2 separate regions of the Sus scrofa genome follow, and region 1 is linked to region 2. The links are chromatin contacts, called in public HiChIP or PLAC-seq maps. All regions are on one chromosome and are shown on one strand. The core of a region is the stretch at or near the end of the contact, and the rest is flanking DNA. Distances in the headings are between cores, read along the strand shown.

Region 1 (6,228 bases), core at 3,552-6,051, 330 kb after region 2:
TCATTTTATAATCATCCCCGTTTTCAAGGGAAGGGAAATAATTATATGTTTATTTTTATCTGCAGAATAATTTACTGCAAGGGATTTAAAATCTGTCATGAAGCAGATTACAGAGTTAATAATTTAACAAATAATTTCACAGTACATAATCTAACTCTAAACATTATCTTTGTGGGCAAGACCATTAACTCTGATCGTATTGAACATGATTGCCTCTAAACAGACCACGTATTGAACTGTGATTTAGAATCATCACCGCAGAGGTGATACTTTCAAATGTTTATGCCACTTGCTTATCTGGTAGGAAATAGTCTGCAAATGCTGATTTCCAAAAGAGGAACTGAATGGTTAAACTTTAATAATGAGAAGAGGAAACCTCTGAAACAATATTACTTCTGGCAAAGTTAAGCTTATGGTTTTTGAAGTAGAACAAATCTACTTACGGTCTTTTTAAAAGCAAGATTATTTTACATTTCACTTTTAATGAAAATCATAACATAAATGAATATTGCTATTGCTATTAGCCTTCTGATTTTGAGTCTAGGATCTAAGAGGCTTAAATGACCAAAAATAGGTTGTTATGTTGCATTGACATCTGGTGGATTCAAGCAGTTATTACAAGGTAGAAGATAACTGAATTTAACAATGTTAAAGCTGAAAGACATATGAAGATATCTCTGGTCTAACCTCGTAGTTTTTCAGCTAGGAAACGGAGGCAAAGAGAACGCAAACTTGTCAGAAATATCTCAAGAACTGTGAAAATACATGAAAGCAAATATAGCATTGATAACAGTAAATAGAAATTCAATTTAAGAAGCAGAGAACAAATACTGACACAATATGTATAGTTCTAAATATATGTAAAGTATTTTCCCCTATTTGATAGGAATGTGGGGTTTTGTTACACTGCGCGCTCTGTGTATGTTTGAAATTAAGGGCCTTTTTTCTTTTTCAAAAAGCAGTATTAAAGTACAGTTTATTTACAATGTTGTGCCAATTTCTGCCGTACAGCAAAGTGACTCGGTCACACATATATTATCATGGTCTATCACTAAAGGTAACTCAAATGTAAAATTTCGTGTGAAGTAAAAAATATACACGCACATATACATTATTTCCCAAGAAATTATATCCTGCTTCTTCTATGATAAAGGACTTTCATTTTCTAATTTACGCAAATGTGAAAAGAGATGAGGAACGAAGAGTAAATGTGGACGAAAGTTGCTTCTCCTCTAACAGATGTTAACAGTCCTCTGAGGTGCTCCTTCTTAAGGAGGAAACAATGAGTCAAGGCATTTCCTGCTCAAGCTCAGGTACTTTGCCTCTTACAACCGTTCCTTTTTCGAAGACGCTTAAGCACACAGCATCAAGAGGAGAACAAACTTTTGTGTGTTTTTTTCAGACACTGGCTGTCCATGGTGTCTTTCTTCTCCCTGGATGCAGCATTTGGTAGATGCCTGTGCCTGGCAGCAGCCTACTTTCACCCCAGCCCAGATTTCGTCTTAGAAACTCCTCCCAGGAGCCTTTCTGACTCTCCTCTCCGTCCTAGTTTCCTTGCATACTCTCCCTACAGCACCGGACATGTAATCTTAAATAAATGTGTTTGTTTCTTTTCCTTGACTATAAGCTTCTTTAGGGTAGGGACCGAGTGTGTAGGTATTTCTCTCCGGGGCTTAACAACTTCTGGTAAATAGTAGGTACTTAATTAGTGCCTGCCAAATCATGCATGTTCTGGTACTATCTCCTGCAGGCTCTGTTAACTTTTACAATACTCCCACTACCAAAAATCCATGTTATTAATTTCCCCTACTAAGTTCCGAAAGATTCTGTCTAGCAGAAAGCCAGTATTTCTGAAGTTACAATTAATTCCTTTGACAATTTTGTTGATCAAAAGATGGTACTTGCCTATCAGAATTCCTAAGTCTCCGCACTCAGCTAAGGCATTCCCATCTGGAATGTGTCCAGGAAATTCCTGGTGAAGCACAAATTTATTATCATCTGACCTAGAAATCTAGAGAATTAACAAGACATAGGAGTTTTAATTAATGGACTTCTGGAAAGTGAAATAACTGTGTAATTTGTATTACTGTCAGTTTTCTTAAAATTCTTTAACATCTCTACTGAGATATCACATACCACAAAATTCAAAAGTATTTTTTAATTTATAAGTACAGAGTTTATGCTTCAATATTTTTAATATATCCACAGATCTTCTCAACCACCTTCACAATCCAACTTTGGAACATTTTCATCATCCTCCCCTGAAAAAAAACCCTGTACTCTCTGACCTTGGCCCTAGGCACCTACCAACCTACTTTCTGTCTTTATAGATTTGCCTACTCTGGACATTTCAAATAAGTGAAATCATACATCATAGGTTTTTTGTTTCTGGCTTCTTTCATTTAGCGTGGTGTCTTCAAGGTTAATCCATGTTCTAGTGTGTATCAGTACCTAATCCATTTATTGTCAAATACTATTCCATTGCATAGCCATACCACACTGTGTTTATCCATTCATCAGTTGAAGGACATTTGAATGGTTTCCTGTGTTTGGCTAATATAAATAAAACTGCTGTGAGCACAAATATATGCATTTTTGTGAGGCCATGTGTTTCTGTATCTCTTAGATATGTATAGACAACAGTGCAATTTCTAGATAATCTGGTAATTCTATACTTAACTTAGAAACAGTCAAACGGTTTTCCAAAATGACTGCATGTTTTACATTCCCACCAGCACTGTATGAAGGTTCCAATTTCTCTACATCTTCACCAACTTGTATTTTTTTTCTGCTAAAAAAAAAATAAGGCTGTTCTAGTAGATGTGATTTTAATTTGTGTTTCCCTAATGACTAATAATGTTAAGTATTTTTTCTTATGTTTATTAGCCATTTGTATATCTTCTTTGAAGACGTATCCGTTCAAATCTTTTGCCCTTCTTAAATCGGGTTGTTTGTCTTTTTATGGTTGCCTTATTAGAGTTCTTTATGTATTCTGGATAAAAATCACTTATCAGATATATGATTTATAAACATCTTCTCCTTTAGGTGGGCTGTCTTTCACTTTCTTGATGGTATCATTTGCAGCACAAAAGTTTTTAATTTTGATGTAACACAGTTATCTATTTTTTTCTTTTGTTGCTGTGCTTTTTTGCATCATATTTAAGAAATCTTGATTAGCCCAAAGCCATAAGGATTTAATCTTTTTTTTTCATTTAAGATTTGTATAGTTCATTGCTTTTATTTGTATCTATGGTCCATTTTGAGTAATTTTTGGTTATGACATGAATTAGAGGTCCAAGTTCATTCTTTTGCATATAAGCATTCCAACATCTCAGCTTCATTTTTGGGAAGACTATTCTTCCTCCACCGAATTGGTCTGACACCCCTGTCTGAAATCAATTGACCATAAATAGGTTTACTTCTGGACTCTCAGTTGTAATTCATTGATCTATATATCTTCCCTTAGACCAGTACAACATTGTCTTAATTATCATAGCTTTTTAGTAAGTTGTTAAATAAGTGCTAGTTTTCTTATTTTTTTCTTCTTTTTCAAAATTGTTTTGGATATTTTGGGTTCCTCGCATTTCCATATGAATTTTGAAACCCATACATTTTGTTCTGCTAGAAATTTGTTATCCCTTTGTTATTTTCGGTTATATCTTCCAAGCTTTTAATTTTTTTTCTTCCTATATTTTCCCTGTCTCTTAAAATTAAACATTCTCCCAGGCAAGTAATTTGGGTTTTAGCACTGACCATCTTATCTTTTAGATTTTGGCTAAAAATGTTTTAGTTCCACAAAGATTTGGGTGGGGTGTGTGTGTGTGTGTGTGTGTGTGTGTGTGTGTGTGTGTGTGTGTGTGTTTTGTGACTAAAGCATCTTATGTCCTCTTGTTACTGTTTTATTTTATAACAGCTTTACTGAGATATAATTCATGTAACATAAAATTAATCATGTTAAAAATATAAAACTCAGTGGTTTTTAGTAGATTCATAGTTATGCCAACATCTATCTAATCACATAATGTCTAATTTCAGAAGATTTTCATAATCACCAAAAGAAAGTATTCTTGGAAATTTCTTGATAAGCCTCTTTCTTAACAACTTTTTTTTTTTTTTTTTTACTTTAATAAAACCACCAATTTGCTTTGAGCTGGTCTTTTATTTAAAACTAAAGTATTTTCAGGAGTTCCCATCATGGTGCAGTGGAAACGAATCCAGCTAGGCACCATGAGGTTGAGGGTTCGATCCCTGGCCTTGCTCAGTGGGTTAATGATCTGGCGTTGCCATGAGCTGTGGTGTAGATTGCAGATGCGGCTTGGATCTGGCATCGATGTGGCTGTGGTGTAGGCCAGCATCTGTAGCTCCGATTAAACCCCTCGCCTGGGAAACTCCCTATGCCACAGGTGCATCCCTCAAAAGCAAAACAATAAAAAAATTTTAAAAAACTAAAGTAGTGTCAGGGTACTTGTTATGATTCACCTTGTCTCTAGAGAAATCTTAAAACTTTTTTACAGAAGTGGTCAATTATTGACATTGAATTGATTCTGCTTCTTATCCTTTAAAGCACAAAACCTTCTTTTCTTTTAAGAGTATCCAGGCTGCATTGCAAACTCATAAAGTAGCTCTGTATTTGAGCATTTAAATTTTATGAGGTGTTTGGGGAAAAAAAAATTACTTCCTGGCTGTATCCCTTTGGCTTATCTCTTCCTTTTTATAAGAATTGCTTTAATAGGAGTTCCCGTTGTGGCTGAGTGGTAATGAATCTGACTATTATCCACGAGGACACGGTTTTGGTTTCAATCCCTGGCTTCACTCATTGGGTAAAGGACCTGGTGTTGCGGTGTTTCCCTGAGCTGTGGTGTATGTCACGGGCATAGCTCAGATCCTGAGTTTCTGTGGCTGTGGCATAGGTCGGCAGCTGCTGCTCTGATTCAATCCCTAGCCTGGGAACTTCCATGTGCCACGGGTGAGAAAATAATTGCATTAATAAATGATTTCCAAAAGTATTGTGAGAAAAATCAATAAAAGTAATATAAGTACAGTGCATTAGTCCTCAATTCTATATCAGTAATAAATAAACCTTTTTTCCACTGCATTTGAAAACATTTCACAGAACTCAGCTGGAGAACCTTCCTGAGTTACACCAGAGGAAAGTTTTCAAGGACAAAAAACAATGAGTTCAGACTTGGACTGTGTCCCACTTTCTCCCCATTATTTTCAAAACCATCAGGAGAGCTTTGAACTTCCTCAGCACATGGAAGCACAGCAGCAACATCTCATGTTTTGAGGTTAGGCAGACCTGGGTTAGAATTTCACTAAGCACCTGTGTTATCTTAGAACAAAAAACAACAATAAACAAATGCACAGACATAAGGCCTGTGAACCTCAGCTCTCTCATCCGTAACCTGATTTCATTCAGGTCTCACCAGCTGCTCGTGTAGATGAGGTCACACTTCCTTCCAATGACACATACTTCCTTGGCGAGTGTCCCCTCCAGCTCACTTAGGGTTTCCTGTAAGTTCTACAGCTCCCTGCCACAACCCCCCGCACCCAGAGGCCTCCTGGTGTGCTTCACCTGTGCTTATTTGCAAATACATTAGTTTACTTCCCACTGTCAAGGGCACCGCCCCTCCTTCACATCACACTGGGAGCTCTTTTGATCTGTCCTCCTGCTCTACTGGGCTTGGAAGAAGCCCTGCTGAATACAGGGGTGCCCATCAGGTAAAGCATTGCCTATACCGGAAATGAACTTCATAAGTACGTAAATCTAAAAACCTCTACCCTGACCTGAGTCTCTAAGGGCAGGAAGTCTATGCAAACCACCTCTAGAGAAGTGGGTTTCCACCTGCAGGGTGCATGAGGATCATCTGGTGAGCTGTTGAACATGCAGGCTCCTGAGCCTCATCTGGGTCTCTCCAGTGGATTTCTGGTGTTGAAGGTCCATGGGCCACCTGAAAAGTGTCTGGTGGATTGTGATGGGGGGGGGGTGCCAGCCTGTCGGAAGCAACCACAGTGTGTTCTCAGTCATTTCTGGACCTTTCCTTGGATAGCAGGGTGCAGGCCACCATGCAGCTCAGCCTGGGAAGGGCCAGTCTGTCATCAGGAGCTCACCTGCCTCAGGTTCTCGGTTTACTAGCCATGATTAAAATGTCCTCGGATAGTGAGTAGTCTGAGGTGTAAATGGAGAGGGTCCTGGATCGTCATCATTTTTTCTCCTCCTGTATTCCT
Region 2 (6,953 bases), core at 2,789-5,288:
AGGATTGTCTCTCATGTTGGGGAATGGCTCGGATGATCAGTGTTGGAAAATGAGACACATGAACACGGGGAGATCTCAACAAGGCTCTTTACTTCTGCAGAAGGGTGCGGGTACTCAAAAAGCATGCGCAAAGAAGAAAAGACCCTCCCTATTTATCCCTAACGCAGGTGATATACCTTCCCCTTCCCATTGGTCAGGTCAGGGCACACATTCTTCCCGGTTGGCTAATTGAAACAAACTGTTGCTGGGAGAAGAGGTAAAGAGGAGGGGGTCTCAGGAGGGTGTTTCAGCCAAAACTGGAGCAAAATGGAGTAACCAGGATTTCCTTTGATAGAAAAGGCATTATGTTACTTCTCACATCTCATAACCTGTTCGGTGGCAGTAGCTTTCCCAGTGTTCTGAGATGAAATAGCAAGAATAGACCAGAGAGCAGAAACTAACAGTAAAAGGCAACATTGCTTGGGCTTAGGGAGTCTTAGAGTCCACCCTCCACTGGGGTAAAGACACCAAAAACATCTCCACTTTGATTCCAAGGAATCTCCCTTGGCCTTCTTATTTCTTGGAGTGGAGTTTCTCAGGCATGTTTTCACCCACACAGAGATGCTGACGCTTTTCTCCTGACCTTTCCATTCTAGTTCTTTCCAAATTAGTTTCCACATTTCCATTGCTGTGAGATGCTGAGCTTATCATTCTGCTCGCATCTGGTTCTGGTCACTGCTTGGCATGGGACGATGGGGAGTTCCATGCCCATTTCCTTCGAGCCTCTGTGTGCTTCCACCTAAAGTTCAACTGATGTAGCTTGAGAACAAAACATCCCATCCAGCTCTGACCTTTGACTGTTCACTGCTGCAATTCGCCTCCCTCTACCTTCCAAAATTGGAGCATGTAAGTATTTCCTTGTTTTGTAGATGGTCTGGCCACCGGAAATGAAAGACCTGTCTAGGAGTGTGACCTGCCAAATAAAGCCAGGCATATATTATGTTATGCCATTGTTGATCCTCCCAGACAGCCCATGGGCTTTGGCAGCCTATTGTCGTGAAAAACAAACAAACAAACAACTCTGCATTGACTCAAAGAGGAGCGAATGAAGAGTAAATGAAAATGGGGAGTCACTCGCTCCCAGGAGATGGGCACTTGAATAGGAATGGAATTCAGAGTTTTAAAACAGAACAGATTCAGGTATTAGGGGAACAGGAAATATATAGGCCATCACATTTACATTTATAAGGCTGAGAATCTACTTCTGAATTCTTCATGAAATCAGAGTCTACCTTGTCTTTTCCTGGAGTGTCAGAAATACAGTCCAATATCTAAAAGAAATTTTTGAAGGTTGGCTTAGAACTGTAAGTGAAGTTGGGGTGGTTTGGGGGCTTGCCTTCCAGACGTCTAATAGAAAAGCTGCAAACAAAAAATGCTCATTAAAAACTTCAGCTTTTGGAGTTCTCATCGTGGTGCAGTGGATTATGAATCCAACTAGGAACCATGAGGTTGCGGGTTCAATCCCTGGCCTCGCTCAGTGGGTTAAGAATCCAGTGTTGCCATGAGCTGTGGTGTAGGTCGCAGATGCGGCTCAGATCTGGCATTGTTGTGGCTCCGGCGTAGGCTGGTGGCTACAGCTCCGATTCGACCCCTAGCCTGGGAACCTCCATATGTCACGGGTGCGGCCCTAGAAAAGACAAAAAAAAAAATTCAGCTTTCTTTAAGGGCCACCTTTGATTGACACTTAAACATGTAACACAAATCCTCTTGGAATAGTCAGGAAGGGTGTACTATTTGGTATGATATGATATAATATATAGTAAAAATCCAGCTGCAGGTTAGGCTTGACCTAAAAGTAAAATCCAGAGAATCAAAGTTGGGTCAGTAGGTGACATTTAGGGTGGTTTTATTTCAATAGGCTGCCCCTTAAGACTGAAGAAATCCCCCAGTGATGGAAATCTAGGCTCCCTTCTTTCATTTCCTGCTTACTTCCCTGTCACCTGGGAGATGCACACATGGTCCAGAGGCTGATAAGTATATTTTTGCCCAACAGGGAGGTTCCAGGCATCTCAGAAAAGGTAGCCTGTGCAGTTCAGACCTTGAAGAAGACACAGCAGCAGGGGGAAAGTGACCCAGAAGTGGGTAAAGAGAAAGTGAAAAATGTAGTGATGGATATTTAATGTAAGTGGTCATTCCCATTCAAACCCAAAAGGGCAGGTATTTTTAACTGGAGGAAGTAAGGAAAGTCAGAGAAGCATTTGAGGAAGCACAAGATTTCAGCTTAGCCCTGAATCTGGAAAGGCAGGAAGATTAGTGATGACGAGGAGCCCGATTCAAAATGGCCCAACTCAAATCTGTTCCTCAACATCCTGGGCATTGCTGAAGGAACTCAGTTGTGGCTTTTCCATTAAAGTTTTGCACCCAGATTCCTCAGAATTGAGTTATCTAGAATGAGAAAAAACATCCCTATGACGTAAAAGATGACTGTTTTGGAAGAGAAGGCTAAACGTTTACAAGAAGAACGAAGCGCAAAGGATCGAAAATGTTCTCAGAGTTTTCCAAATATTTTTTAGAATTAACACCTGGACCGGATGGAGGAAATGATCCGGGTGGCAAAAGCCACAGCAGAGAAGCAAGATGCGGCAGTGATGGGGCTTTCTACCGGGGTTCATCCACACCAAAGGCAGAAGCTGGGTAAGTTCTTATTTACCTAGCTGGATACTGAGTCTCCCTAAAAAAACAAAGACTATGAGAGGAACTTCTACTCTGAATGAATTATGAAAAACAAGTGAGAACAGGTTGGTGTACTGAAAGAGGGAGAGAGAAAGGCAAAGAGGAAAAGAACCAACATTGCCTGAAGACCCACTATGTGTCAGCTGTCACTGAATACAGACATCATCTCATTTGTTCATCTCATGACTCTGTGAGATGAGAGATTACCTCTGTGAGGTAATGCATAATTATCTCCGCTTAGCCTCAGAGAGATGAAGGGAACTGCCACCTAAGGTTACCTGGCTAGTTTGAGCAGGTGCAGACTTTGAACAAAGTCCTGACTCAGAAATCAGACCTTTTCCACTACCACGTTGCTTCCTTGAGAACCTTCGGAAAAAATATGCACGTTCCCTGAAGAGTGTCAGACATTTAAACAAGCTGGGTAAGAGAAGACATTTCAGAAAGAATTCCATTAAAGGTTAGGTGGGAATCGGTGACTTCAACTATAAAATAGAGATGACTTAAAAGGTTTGGGGGACTATTGATCTCTGGAACTAATCCACCCTGAGTAAACCTGGCGAGGTGAGCTAAGATGCTAACATGACTCTCGAGGAACTCAGCCCAGATTTTAGAAGGACGTACAGAAAAGGTGGACAAACTCATAATTAAGAAGAAATGGGAAGTTCCCATTGTGGCTCAGCAGAAATGAATCTGACATCTATGAGGACGCCGGTTCAATCCCTGGCCCCCCTCAGTGGGTTAATCGGGAGTGTTGCCGTGAGCTGTGGTGTAGGTCTCAGATGTGGCTTGAATCCCTCATTGCTGTGGTTGTGGTGTAGGCCGGCAGCTACAGCTCTGATTCGACCCCTAGCCTGGGAACCTCCATATACCTCTGGTGCAGCCCTAAAAATTAAAAAATAAAAAATAAAAAGAAAGAAATGGGGAGTTACCATTGTGGCGCAGCAGAAATGAACCTGACTAGTATCCATGAGGTTGAGGGTTTGATCCCTGGCCTTGCTCAGTGGATTAAGGATCTGGTGTTGCCATGAGCTGCAATGTCAGTCAGATTCCGAGTTGCTGTGGCTGTGGCTATGGTGTAGGCCAGCAGCTACAGCTCCAATTCAACCCCTAGCCTGGGAATTTCCATATGCTGTGGGTGTGGCCCTAAAATAAGCAAAAAACAAAAAAGAAGAAGAAATGTGCGTGTGCAATTACATCCAGCCTGTGGATGCGAATATTTAGTAGGAAGTAAGGCTTGTGAAAAGTGCTGAAGTGCACAATGGGGTGATCTGGGGTGTACTCAAAGCAGGAAGCAGAACAAGGAAGGCAAAGACTTACTCCAGAGCCAGATGGTTTAATGTCAAAAGAAAGCAGGGAGAAAAACACACTGTTCTACCCCTACTTGTCTTCCACTGTCTTTATCAATGAGAATAATCCCACAAGTTTGGATCAAACTCTGGTAAAAGGCTCTTGGAACTCAATGCCTTAAGTCAGTTTGTCTCCTGACCTACATAGTGAACTGCCTGAAGGAAGTTGCCAGAAAAGTCAAACTGCTGCATTAATCTGTGACTGTGAAGGATGGTATGATTTCCAAAAAGGTGGAGTTTGGCATATGCCATTTTGATGGATTATTTATTTAATTTTATTTTTACAGCCACACCTGTGGCAAATGGAAGTTCCCCAGGCTAGGGGTCAAATCAGAGCTATAGCTGCAGGCCTACACCATAGCCATGGTAACACAGGATTCTTGACCCATTGAGTGAGGCTAGGAATCAAACCTGTACCTCATAGAGATTATGTCAGGTCCTTAACCGGCTGAGCCACAATGGGAATTCCCATACTATCTTGATTTGTAAAGGGGAGGAAGGTGAATTTTCTGGACTGCAATCTGGTGACTTTGTTCAGGAGAAATTAGGAATCAGCATAGAAGCACTACTAACAAGCTGTACTGCACTCAGCTCATTTATCCATAGAGTTCTTAACTGGATAGACCAACGGAAGTCTGTTGACAGAGAATAGAAATGATCTTTAATATCCTTGGAGATGAGAAGGAAAATTGGGGGCTGGAGTTTAAGCAGTGGAGTGCATTGTAACTAGTAAGGGGCCATATCCAAGGAAAATGCTGTTTGTGAAAAACTTGTCATCCTGGCCAGAGAGCTCTAGGAGTTTTCATCCCCAGCCCTCCCCTCTTTAACAGTTCTGTTTCAATGAATATGGGCTGAGCTGGCTTTAAATTAAAGTTTCAGATGATTTAAAATGGAGAAGAGTGACTGAAACACCAGATGTCAGATTTAAAGTTCAAAAAGAACTTGATGGATTAGAGCAATGGCCTGACTCCAACAAGGAAACATGCAATATGGTTACTATAAAGTTTTCTCCCTCGATTCCAAGGTGAGCTTCACAGCTCTACATGTTTGAACAGTGGCACACGCAAAGAATAACTTCGGGGATTTTGTTGACTCAAAATAAGTGAAGAATATAAAGAGCTGCCACAACCTTGATTGTCACCTATAGCTGTGTTAGTGAAATACAGTAGCTGGAATAACAGAACTCATAGCCTCTCTGTTCTGTTCAGGTTAGGCTGCCCCTCATAAAGCATGTGCAGTTCTGGGTGCAAGCTCCAAATAGGGCAGTGCCAGCAGGAAGCATGGCCAGAAAAGAGGAACGAAGACAAGAAATGAAAAACAGTTAAAGGAACTGAAAAGGTTTAGCCTGGAGAAGATGATGAGGAATGGGTTTCTTTTATACAGTCCTAGACTGTCAAGGGGCTAATTGTCAGGAGACGCATTCTAATAATTACAGATGCTCAGCCCTCAAATAGGCTGCCTCCCAGAGCCAAGTGTTCTGTCTCATACTTAAACTCTTCGAATACAGTTTGGACAATCACCTGTCGAGAAGGAGATGTTGGGCACAAGAGATTTTAGCCTTAAGGTTCATCATCCCCAGTGGCTGGTCATCTAGCTCTTTCTGAGCACTCCTTGGGAGAGCTCACCACCTAATGATATTACCTAAACATTTCAATAAAAGCTTATTAAATATTAAATATCATTCTCACCTTTTAGCTTACTACAGATCTTAGGTAATTGCTGTAATCAGAATTGGGAACTGTCTCTTGGATTGGATCAAAGATGAATTCCTCCCTCTAATCCCTGTTCCACCTGTCCAATTCAGATCACCATCATCTCTTTCCCAGAACACTGCAATCTTGCCTTGATGTATTCTCCTGGACTTGAGTATGATATTTCTTCCAAAGCAGTCATCACTCAGGCTACAATATTCCCTCTTAACATTTTATCAAGTCTGTACCATCCAACACACCTTTAGTGACTGTGTTTCTTCAGTAAATCCATGGCACAAATAGATGGGATAGGAGAGGAGGGAAGTGGTAGGCTGCTCTGTCATCAAAGTCCAAACCAATTCCAAATGTTTTTGCACATCACAGCAGAAATATTTTTGTTCCTTTCTTAGGCTTCCCCCCATCCCAAGAAACTATCCTTTCCTCCAAAACAATCTGAAGCAAATGATCTCCATTTTTATAAGCAAAGATGTAGACTAGATGCACAAATTTAACTCATCCATCTGACCGATCACTTGAGAGTATGTATGAGATGCTACCATCTTGCTCTATGGTGCTCTATCCTGATTTAAGACACAGCCTTTTTAGCAGAGAAGTAGTGTAATCAATTCTCGACTATCTGCAAATAGATGGAGGCAGATGCAAATGTAATTAATTGATGGATACATTACCTGGTGGGTTCCCCATAACAATGACTCAAAATCTGGATAGAAAATAGTTGAAGAAAACAGGGAGAAAGAAGCAGTCTTTAAAAAATATTTGGGAGAAGATTTTGTGTCGAGCTGGGAACCTTAAATTCTTTTTCTTCTGACAATTGTTTCTAAATTGCATCTTTTAAATTATTTATCCTGAACTAACAAGCCTCCATCACCATCACCTCCCAAGACATTATAAGTTGGGATTCTCTCTCTGCAGGTGACTATAAGTATGACCTGTGAATTCTGGAGCTGTAGGATTGCCTCTCCATGGACCAAAGTAGCAGAAGAGAGTGTAAAACAGGTGACTTGAGAAACAGAGAAAGATATGGAAAGGGGAGACTTGGGACTTTCCAAAACCTTGTCACGGCATCTTCCAGAGAGGCCTGGCTGCCTTTCTCCTCTTGTAGTTCTTAAGACACACATCTCTTCTTATAATAAATCCACACTTGCTGACAACAGCATGAGAAAGTAAAAGAGAAACCAGAATG

Evidence for each region. HiChIP or PLAC-seq counts read pairs in DNA pulled down with a chosen protein or histone mark.
Region 1: a contact with region 2 is called in an H3K27ac HiChIP or PLAC-seq map of alveolar macrophages. The contact joins two enhancer-like sites. A contact is called at or near these places in 2 of 2 datasets of contacts at active chromatin or transcription factors (alveolar macrophages and skeletal muscle).

The regions. Positions count from the first base shown.
Region 1 is chr1:26,980,795-26,987,022 of Sscrofa11.1, forward strand. No RefSeq gene overlaps it. Among named protein-coding and RNA genes, the nearest start is that of IFNGR1, 53 kb to the right of the region's middle. Within about 2 kb of position 4,802, at least 17 of the 83 cell types and tissues checked have an H3K27ac peak or open chromatin away from gene starts, as enhancers often do. A contact at or near this core is called in alveolar macrophages, where this site is marked.
Region 2 is chr1:26,652,938-26,659,890 of Sscrofa11.1, forward strand. No RefSeq gene overlaps it. Among named protein-coding and RNA genes, the nearest start is that of OLIG3, 140 kb to the right of the region's middle. Within about 2 kb of position 4,039, at least 5 of the 83 cell types and tissues checked have an H3K27ac peak or open chromatin away from gene starts, as enhancers often do. A contact at or near this core is called in alveolar macrophages, where this site is marked.